2 separate regions of the Gossypium hirsutum genome follow, and region 1 is linked to region 2. A link is a contact called in public Hi-C data. All regions are on one chromosome and are shown on one strand. The core of a region is the stretch at or near the end of the contact, and the rest is flanking DNA. Distances in the headings are between cores, read along the strand shown.

The links. Hi-C and Micro-C count contacts between places; a contact is called where the count stands out from the background.
Region 1: a contact with region 2 is called in a Hi-C map of leaf, with 3 times the contacts expected there. The contact joins the enhancer-like site here to the promoter of LOC107948894 in region 2. A contact is called at or near these places in 3 of 34 Hi-C or Micro-C datasets (all in leaf).

The regions. Positions count from the first base shown.
Region 1 is chrA04:72,085,031-72,090,768 of Gossypium_hirsutum_v2.1, forward strand. It overlaps LOC107887378, which reads right to left. Exons shown (of 3, transcript XM_016811588.2): 3 at 4,751-5,738. The coding sequence ends at 4,864. Among protein-coding and RNA genes, the nearest start is that of LOC107887378, 4.6 kb to the right of the region's middle. Within about 2 kb of position 2,866, at least 3 of the 9 cell types and tissues checked have an H3K27ac peak or open chromatin away from gene starts, as enhancers often do. A contact at or near this core is called in leaf, where this site is marked.
Region 2 is chrA04:71,531,988-71,537,440 of Gossypium_hirsutum_v2.1, forward strand. It overlaps LOC107948894 (cation/H(+) antiporter 20), which reads right to left and starts at 2,470. Exons shown (of 4, transcript XM_016883553.2): 1 at 2,106-2,470; 2 at 1,001-2,023. The coding sequence starts at 2,285.

The DNA of each region.
Region 1 (5,738 bases), core at 1,616-4,115, 550 kb after region 2:
TGTAATGGAATGTATTACATGATGCTTGTAATCTTACCATTGGAATGGCTAGTAATGGTTTGTTTTAATATACTTGTAATGTCAGACTATGGTAGCTACATATATGTTAAGTAGTTGATCAAATTATGTCTAACTTGAGGTCTTAACCAAGGCAAGAATATGAACATGTATGCATGTAATTGTATGTCATGTTGAATGATAGAATTTGATTAATTTAAATGTTTGGAATGGCTGGTATTGGATGTGTGTTTCAAGTGCAGGTTATGAGTGTGATTTTGGGTGAAAAATGAAGCTAGAAAAGCTTTATTTTGTCCACACAGGCAGACACACGGGCGTGTGTCAAGACCGTGTGTGACACACGGCCGAGTATATGGGCGTGTAGTTAGGCCGTGTGTCCCCTGCACCCTAAATTTTGAGAAAAAATGCTCAGAATTGAGCACACAGGCAAAGGCACGGGCGTGTGTCTTAGCCATGTGTGCTACACAGCCTAAACACGAGCGTGAGTCTTGGCCGTGTGAAACCTGCACCAAATTTTGAATTGAATTATTTAACCACACGGCCTAGCACACGGGCGTGTGGCATGGCCGTATGCACAAGTCAGAGAGTTACACGGGGTCGAACACGGCCTATAGCATAGGCGTGTCCCAGGACCACACGGGCGTGTGAGCCCTGTAACTTGGAAAAATTTTAAAATGTCGCGAAAAATTCTTAGAATTCTCGATTTAGTCCCAATTCAATTCTAATACTCGTATTGAGCCTCGACGGTCCAATTAAAGGATGTTTTGAATGATTTTTGTTAATGAATAGTAATTTACAAAAATTATTTGTAAAATGTTTTGAAAGTTCCAGTAATGCTCCGAAACCTTGTTCCGACGATTGATATGGGTTAGGGGTGTTACACACTAGGTCGATTGTCAATGCCAAAACCTCTTGCCTAGTCCAATGGGAAACTATTGGGGAAATTCTAATTAGAGTGAGTCATCTTGATTTTTTTTATTTTTTTAAGATCAAAAGTTTGTCCATGCTTATTGCACCAAATTATTGAGTATTTTTATGTGTGTGTCCTTTTCAAAAGGGTTAAATTCTCTATTTATACGATACGATTACTATTCATGAATGTGATGTTGTAGGTAAGTTCCCATGCATGCCAACACGTACCCTACTCTAGGATTAACACATATTTTCTATGTATTGGTTTGTCTGAATGGTAATGCGAACCCACATCGTACGAGGTCATTAAAGGACATGAACACCTCATGTGTGAACTCAAGGTGCAAACAATGTAGGCGACAGGCCAGAATTCGATCGGGTAACCGAGTAGTGGATCAGTAATGATGAGTACCATAACACTAATATTTAACTTTCACCATCTTAATGTGAAAAAGAAAATAAAGTTGGAATCTAACCATTTGCAATTTTTTTAAAATTCCTCAAATGGAGACTTTATTTGCAAAATCATTTTTATTCAATCATAAACTTACTTTGTTCATATAAGAACCAATGTAATGTGATTTCCCAGACCTGGATAGTTTGGAAAATAGCTTGAATGGAAGGAACATCTTGAATAGGTTCAATTGGTAGAAACCTTGACTCATAGCATTTGAATACTTTAAGGAACCGTAACTATATTAAAACTGCGGCCCACTTAAACATGACAGAATAATCGAACCTTGGTTAGCGAAGTCGCCACACTCCATGATGGGAAATAAAGTGATAAGACAATTGGGTGAATGCCACAAACTCGTAAAAGTTTGATAAGTTCAGTTTAGTTTAATGAAGAACTGAGAGAGGATAATCTCACCAAAAAAGTTTATATTCAAAATAATTGTCTAATCTTATATAAGTAACTTAGGCCAAAATATATGAATTTTCAAATCCTATAAAGGGTCTTTCAAATTCAGCATTTAACTAGCTATTAAAACAAACACTTAAGGTTATAACTCATGGTAGATAGCCCAAAAGTCATGTCTATTCACTTGATTCATGTGTAACTAAAAAGACATGTCTCTTCACTTGATGAAAGCTTAACTGTTCCTTAATTATGTTGTTTTGTAGTCCTTTCATCTCGCTTAGAACCGAATGTTTGAATGCTTGGGCTGGCAACTCTTTAATTGGCACCATAATGAGCTTTGAGTGCATAAAACTGACGAAATTTGAAAAGCCATTCTTGGTCCAATGAACAGCCACAATGCATCAACATTGAATGCTGGTTCTTGAATGACTTTTGTTCATTTATTCACCTTCTACACCCAACAAAACGTCCTCTTCATATACCATCAATTAAGTGACCGAATACACACTTTATCATGCCAAAATCGAACAGCCTTTGCGTGTGAACGCCTCTAGACCTTCTTAGTACCATAAATCGTCCTTAAGACACATCAAACATGCTTTTATATATTAAACATTTGCAATTTTTCATATTCTTATTCAGCTAAAACATTTAATTAAAACACACATGTCTATGATAGAATTCAGCATATTATAAATACACATTTATTTATAAATATGTAACTCAAACCCATGCTTAAACATAATTAGCATATAAGACACATAATTATAATGCATGACATAATTAAATGCAAATTGAAGTTAAACTTAATTAATGACACACTCCACACATATGACACAAACTCACATAAATATAATGCATGACTTAATTAAATATAATTTTTTTAAATTGAAATAAAACTTCACTAAATGCAAGACATAAATTAAAATGCAAACTAATTAAACTGAAAACTTAATTAAAAGTCCTTTAAATTGTCTTATAATTATTCAAAACCCATTGGAGGTGTCATCCAACCCTTGGATCAGCATTTGATTTGGACTTGGCCCAATCAGGACAAGATTAATTTGGACTTGCTTCCAACGTCCACTCAGAGGCCCATAGCCTGGTACATCACAACGTCAAAGCGAGGCTCGACTTTCCTTCACATATCTTACTCTTAATACAAAAGTTCCCCATATCCTCTAGCTTACAACTCTACTGTTGATAGATACATAAATATATGAATGCATGTGTGTATGTATTGTTAAAAGAGGCTTGAAATTTAGATGAATTGAAAAGCAAGCCTCCATGAGCGGCGAAGAAAAGAGCAAAGACGAAAGGTTCAACAGCCATGAGCTTGATGAGGATGTTGAATGATGGACTTGAAGTGTCTTTCAGTGGATCCCCTTCTGTGTCTCCTTTCACTTCTGCCTGGTGACATCTTGAACCTTCCGGTTCCAATGACTTTGCATGTTCGCTAACACCCGCTTTTTAGCACACAAACCATTAATGCAATAAAAACCCAATGCTTACATCATAGAACAATTTGTTGGCTTGCCTCAATGTATTTCTTGGCATTATTATCCCATGATCCTGTGTTTGAAGCTGAGATGGCAACCTATGGCAACACAAATTTTGATCATGGTGTTGTTTAGATGAACTTAGACTGGTAAAAGTAATGGATATGTTTTGTACCTGGACACTGGCGAGAGCTTCGACTCCAAAAAGGGTTCCTACTATAAGTGGAGTAAGCATAATAAGTGCACCGGGTGGGGATTATTTCGCAGAGTGAGGCATCGGTTGATACTTGAAGCAGTAGGTGTAGTCTGGTTTCGCCTTGCCTTCCATTAGTCCCGGAATTGTATTGAATTGCTGATGAACTTCTTTGACCATTTTGAGAGCTGCGCTTCCAATACTTTTCATTGTCATGCCGGAAAACCAGTATGGGAGCACGGCTCCGACTATGAGACCAATGAAAGCTTTAGGTGTCAATACATCTACGTCTTGATGCCTGTTCTGCCAACATAGGCACCGCCAATCCTATTACGGAACCTGAGAACATGGCATTGTTTTAGTGGAAGGGCCAATGTGATGAATTTGAACAAAAAGATCATGGTATTAACATATAAATCTTACCTTACCAATAGCTGCAGTGGTCTAAAGCATCATTTCTTTCGTGGATCTTGTTTTCTATAATTTATAAAAATCTTACACCCGCGGCTTTGATTATGCAAAGACAGCAATGAAGAGAACAAGGCAGAAATCATAGCACTATATACAAATGACATCAAAGTTAATGCACAACCCAATTCCACTGGGAGTCTAAAACAGAAGCATCAAGCAAGTACACTCACTCAGAACTTATACTAAAAAAATACAATAAATTTTCACTGAGATTTTTGTTCCTTTCATCATTTGCTTTTGGCTTTTAACAGAAGAGGCAAGAGGAAATTGGACATTGGAAGTTTGTTGGTAAGCAATGAAAGTGTCTATCCAAGAGGAAAGAAGTGGAACTGCCACCTCCACTCTATTGACTTTTAGCACCCGCAATACCTTGTAAAATTATCATCATTTTGAGATATTTCTTAATCAGTGTGTGTTCCAGAAGCACATAAGCTTAGTCACTGTCAAAAACTCTGTCCACTCCACTACCCCATTTTAATAATTCATCTCTGAATGCGTCCAAGAGGTTCTGATGGAAAATCCAACCAAAATCCCAAGAAATACAAGAGAATATGGCTGCAAATTAAGTCCAAACTTTAACCCTTACCTGTAACAATTACATCGAGAGAGAAGCATTGCTACTACTACTAACACAACCAAAAGGTGTTAGTTTCTATTTTCATATTAATTAATAACTATAATCAAAAGTAAGTTTGAATAACAATTGTGGCTACAAATCGAATGGTTTTACCAGAATGTTGGGACAAAAAAAAAATCGTAGCAATTAGTGAGAAAAAAATTGCGAAAGATAAAATGTGAGATGCAGATATTTGTTTCATAGATTACTCTGTATGATACAAAGTCAGTAAAAACAATGTAAGCACCAATCATAGCAACTACCCTTCTATAATGCTTCTGTAACTACTACTTCATGTCAACATGAGATCACTCCCAATAAGCTTAGGCCGGAGGCAGACAAGTACTTCGTGTTCTTCAGGTACCACTCGCAGTTTGGGCACCATAATCTCAAGGACAGATCCTGGTCCATCATGATACGCTTCTATGTTGGCGTCTTCAGGTATTCGAGTTGACAGTGGGATCTCTCTAACAAACTCCCCAGGAGAGCAATGCTCAGAAGCAGGATCTGTTAATTTGAAGGTCCTATCATGTCTCTTGATGAAAGGCATGCCAGATGTGCTAACACAAGATATCTTTATGATACCATGAGTGAGAGTATTCCTCCAAGAGACTTTGACCCTCTGAAGATCGACAAACGGCAAGGTGATAATGATCAGGTAACCTGCTTCATCTTCGTAGATAGTTTTCGCAGCGGTCACGGGCCCATGCACATTTTTCATTATCCCGCTGAAGTCTTTTAACCAGTGTGACTCACTGGGATGAATTTCCATATCCGGATTTCGGTCAGATGGAGGAATGGCAGGCAAATAGCAATCATCATTGTTTCTATGCCGAAAAAGTTCTTTCCTCCTTTTGTTGCTAACAAGTGTTAAGTCCATCCCATCTCCATTGCTATGGCTAGATGGTTGACTACACAAATTCAGCCCAGATCCATTAAGAAGTTTTTTTGAGTGAGAATTTGAAACACTCTTTATTGAAGGAGGAGGAACAGGCCTCTCTAGCTCAAAATCTGTGTTTGGAAGGTTCCTCCATGAACTAAAATCGCTCGCTTCAGGTGGAACTGTAAAGTTTAAATCCCTTCCAGTAAGCTCCATCCACCTTTTCCGGTCTTCCTCACTCAGAGCCATGAGATTTGGTGCTGGAACAACCTCAATCCCATGTAGAC
Region 2 (5,453 bases), core at 1,220-3,719:
TATTTTTTTTATTAATATTATGATATCAACTAGTTGAATTAAACTTCACGTTATGTCCAATATATCTTAAATTAAGCTAATTATTGATAAATCAAACACTAACGAAGTCTATATATAACTTATCTCTGACGTGTAGGAGAATTATTTACCATCAATTTTGAAATTTCAGCGCTGTAGAGTGTTAGTCTAAAATGGCAATGGCCGACACAAGGTTGTCAAGAAGGGAGGCAAAGGGTAACTCAAAAATCTCAACTTTGTAATACAAGTCCCACTTACGTGTGCTTATAAATTATGTAAAAGAAAAACATGACATCATGACATGTACTGAGAAGAAATTAAAAACAAAATACATAGTGTGTCTGGTTCCGAATTTAGAGGATCGGCAAAGCTTTAGATTTAGGTTCTTGAATGTGATGAAAATATATCATAATCAGGGCAAAAAAAGAAAAACTGTCAAAATAAAATTTTAAAAGTTAATTTATTTTATTTTTTTTAAAAAACATAACTTTTTATTGAAAAAAAATATTAGTTCTACGATTAAAATTGATTATTTCTTTAAAATTTTTTATTATCGATCTTAATAATATTATCTTTAATATTTGAAAATTGTTAATTAAAAAGAATAAATTTTAATTATAAATAAATTAAATTAATTTATTTGTAATTTATTGATCAATTTTAGTAGAATCAAAATATTTTCTATGTCCATTTTGCACTCCATAAAGATTAAACCTTTCAGAGTTTATTATTGTTTATCTTAATAATATCATTTCTAATGTTCATATCTAAGTCCTCTCTATAATAATTGCAATTGTTGGTATTTATATAAGATATTATATAACTACTTATATAATTTATATATGGATTCTCCTAAAATTTATTCTGATTAGTAAATTTAAATTTATTATTTACTTTTTTTAAAAAATAAATATGATTATTACTTAAAAATGAAAAAAAAAGTAATAAAAATATTATTAAATAAAGAATAATGCGCACTCACCTGCTTCTCCTTGCCGATGTTGAGGACGATGAGTTCAACCAAGCCTTTTGTATTCATCAAAACGCCAAGCGCCAACGACTCTCTCACCGCCATTCTAAACATCAGAGCCACCGCAAATGTCCCTATAATTTTGCCCGCGCAAGCCGTCGATATTACCAGCATCAGTAGTCCCCAAGCCCTCCCACCGCTTATTTTAGCCACGTCGGTTTTCAACCCGCTGGAAGCGAAGTACAGCGGAAGGAGCAGACCCGACACGAAATCTTCAATCCTCTCTATCAATCTCTCTGCAAATTCTCCTTCTTTAGGAATCGTTAGTCCGAAAATAAAGGCACCAAAGATGGAATGGATCCCGATCAGGTCGGTCATGAATCCGGATACCATTACACCAGCTAATGTTAAACAAATATATGCCTCATCGACGACATCTCTTTCGGGTGAGCATCGGCGAGCGACCCATTTCATGGCGGGTCGGATTACGACCATCATAAAAACGACAAAAGCAACACCCGAGAGGAGGACCCATACTGATATTAAGGGGCTTTTCTGTTCACCAGGGCCATCGCCAGCAAGAGCAACGGCTAAAGCTAATAAAATCCATGCAGCGACATCGTTGAATGCGGCGGCTGCCATGGCGATTTCTCCCAATTGCGTTGTTAACAATTTGAGCTCAGCTAATATTCGGGCGAGAACGGGGAAAGCAGTGATGGAGAGCGCGACTCCCATGAAAACAAGAAACTGGCCGAAGCCGACTTTGTCAGCTCCTTCAACGGTTTTTCTAATAACAAAGGCAACGCCTATGCCGCAGATGAATGGAAGGGATATCCCGGAAAGTGCTATGCCGAAGGCTCTCTTGCCTGTTCGACGAATAGAGCTTAAATCCAGCTCGAGACCTACAAGGAAAAGGAAGAAAAGAAGACCAATGCTTGCCACGGTTTCCAGTATGGGCATACTCCATGATGGAAATATCCGATGCAAGTAGTCTTTGTTTCGACCAAAAGCTGAGGGCCCAAGCAGAATTCCCCCCTGAAAACGTAGAATCAATATTCATCATCATAATCATCAAGTTTAATACTAATATAAAGATACATAGAATCCAGATACGTACAACAATTTCAGCAATGACGTTGGGTTGGCGGAGGGGTTTGAGAAGAAAAGCAAGGAAACGGCTAAGGACAAGAATCAAAGTGGTTTGAACTATTAACAATGGGAAGGCAAAATCGAGAGGATTATCACCTTGCCAAGCTCCATTTGATGAAGTCTTAATGGAGGTCACGTTAACACCCATTTTGGGGGGGGGATACTTTGGGTCAATTTAATTTGTTGATCACATGCAGTAATGGTGTGGATGGAGGGAATGAAAGATGAAGAGAGGAAAGCGAGGATTTATAGCAGGGAGCTGAGCATACTGGGTTATACTGTTTAAGCTTGTAAATGTCACGGAGTATGGATGCACATAGCGTAAATTGACTTTCTTTGCATTCATTGTCTTCCGAGGTTAGACTGAAAACGGAAATTCAATCAAATAATAATACTTTTTTATAAAATTATATTGTTTTGAGTACATATCAAATATAAATTCTTATTTAATATATATATTCCTTCTAAACACTTTGTTTTCTTTTTAATTTGCGATTAAAAAGTTTGAAATATTAAAGAAGTTTAATGTTACATATTTCTTAAAATTTGTGAAAATTAATACAGGACTTGGGAATAATTGATCGCCCACCATAGCTTTAAAATGTTGTGATGATTTAATTAAGTGTTCTAAAACCGGTAAGTACTAAAATGTGAATCATTGCATAAAATGTTTACGACACCTTACTCCTTTCTAATCAACATTAAGCTGACGTAAGGCTTTGAAGGAAGATGATGTCACCCACACCACTCCTACCATATATAAATATTCAAACATTCCAAAAACCAATACTAAAACAGATGTTAAAAGAAATTCCTTTATTTCTTTTTATAACTTTATCTCATTCCATTTTATGGGTTTTTTATTGAAATAAATTAAAAAAATTATATACTAAAATAAGTTTTCAGTTCAATTATTTATCAAAATGTGTGGTTTTTTTCATTAGCGCTTATTTGACAAGCAGACTTTTTTTTATATTAAAATATTTTTTTGTTTTTTTAAATAAAATATTATTTTTTATTTTTATTAAAAATATTTAAATTTATATATATAAAAATATGATCAACTGATTAAAATACGGGTAAAAAATACCTGAAAATGGGTCGCGCCTGACAGGTAGGCGAGAATGGACTGTTCCCTGCGCACACAAACCCCCCGGCGTGCCACCTGCTGCTGCTGTATGCCTCCCTGCTCATGGCCCCCCTGCTGTTTGTTGCTGAATGCATGGCCCCCTACTGACTGCTGCTTTCAGCTGGCTGCTGCTTGTAGCTGGCTACTGTATATTTGTTGTCCCTTCAAAGGGAAAAAGAAGATTGCAAATGGGGGACCTTATAAGCATGGTCCCTCAAACCAAACACCACCCACTAGAAGAGAGAAAGAAAAGAGAGAAAGGAGAAGAAAAAAAGAAGAAGAAGAAGAAGAAAGAAAGAAAAAATAAAAGAAGGTAATGTATTATTTTAGTAAATTATTTTATATTTGAGATAATCGAAGGTCAGAATCGAAACCCTCTAATGGACATTGATGGCTTGTTTTGATTATTTAAGCTTCACTATGGTATAAAAATAATATTTAAAAAAAACAAAACAATAAAAATGGTTTGATAAGGTTATTTCCCATCCCTTTCTAATTTTTTTTAGGACATGATTACATAAAATGAGTACATGTGAAAATTAACCTTGAAAAATAATTATGTTCTTAACAAAATCGAACAAAAATCTACATTTTAATAGAAAATAAAAAAAATAAAAAGCTATCTTTTTAGAAAATTTAAGGAATAAAAAAACTTTAGAAACATAATATTCTTTAAAAATTTAAAAAAACATAAGTTGAGTCCTTATTTTTCTTTATTTTGTTTTTGGTTTTTGCCTTGATTTTGATTTTGTCTAGAAAAATATAATTTTCTTCAAGATTAGTATTTAATTTATATAAACTATTTTTGTATATGATTATTTGTCTAATTATATATCCAATAAAAAGTTAGACATATATGCGAAAAGAAAGAATTTTACCGGATTTAAATTCGAATTTTAACAAATTAGATATACTGAAAATGATTATTTTGTGAATTTAAATATAAAAAATAATATTTAATTCAAAATTGAATTTAAATAACAATACTTGAATAATTTACAGATATTAAATAGATGTATATTTTTAAACAGATTCAAATAATTCAAAAAATATAAATACCTAACCTCCTATCTTTCTTGAAATAAGGAAAAGACAATTGAATTAGCCGCGAATTTGATTAAACACTGATTAGTGTAGCATTAAACTGAAACACATGTCACAAATATATTATCAGGGGCATAAATAGGGGTTTAAAGAGTTTATTAAGATGTTGTAAATTTTATTATTAATTATTATTTATAAATTATTTATGTTTAGTGTTTATGGTTTTAAGTTAATATTTTGTATGAATGTAGTTTTTTTTATTTTTTATAATAATTTTAAAATTAATTTGTTAGTAATTTGGAATTATGTTATTAATTTTTTGTTTGTAATTATTTTAAAATTAATTTATTAGTAATTAAGGATTAAGTTATAAATTATTGCGTTTAGTTTAGTATTTGGTGAGTTTAAAACATATAAGCTTATAAAAAAATTAAAAGTCATTTCAAAATGAAAATGAACTTGGACAGGTGTTTAAGCTCATTTAATTATTTTAAGTTGCTGTTAAGTATTTGTATGTTAATAGTTGCTGTTAACTCATTTAATTTTTTTATATCAATTTGGATATCAATTTGTCCAAGTTTAATCATAACAGACTCTTTTCATGAATTTATATACTTTAAAATTATTTTTATAAAAAAATGATTGTAGAAATATTGAAGAATATAAATCAACTTATATGACAAGGAAATCTTCAAATATTTTTTTCAATCTATATAAATTGCTAATGTTTAGTTATGTGTTTTGTGATTTTTTAGTAATATAATTTTTTAAAAAATAATTTTATAGTTATTTTGTTAGTAATTTTTGATTAAGTTATATAAATTGTTAGTGTTTCTAGTATTTTGTATTTTTTAATGTAATTTTTATATAATGTAATTTTATTTAGTTTTTTATTTATTTGAAAATTTTTATTGATTTATTAAAATGTTAATTAAATTTGTTGTTATTTTTATAGGTTGTTTGTTTGAAGAAACTAATCAAGTATGTTTCTATTTCTATTTTTATTTTTTTAATTCGTATGTTTTTATGTTTAGATAGTTTATATTAATTTTAATTATATTATTATTGTAATCTAACATAAATTTTTTATTGTAGGTAAATTATGGGAAATTATTAGATATTTACAGTGTTTTGTTTTCTAAA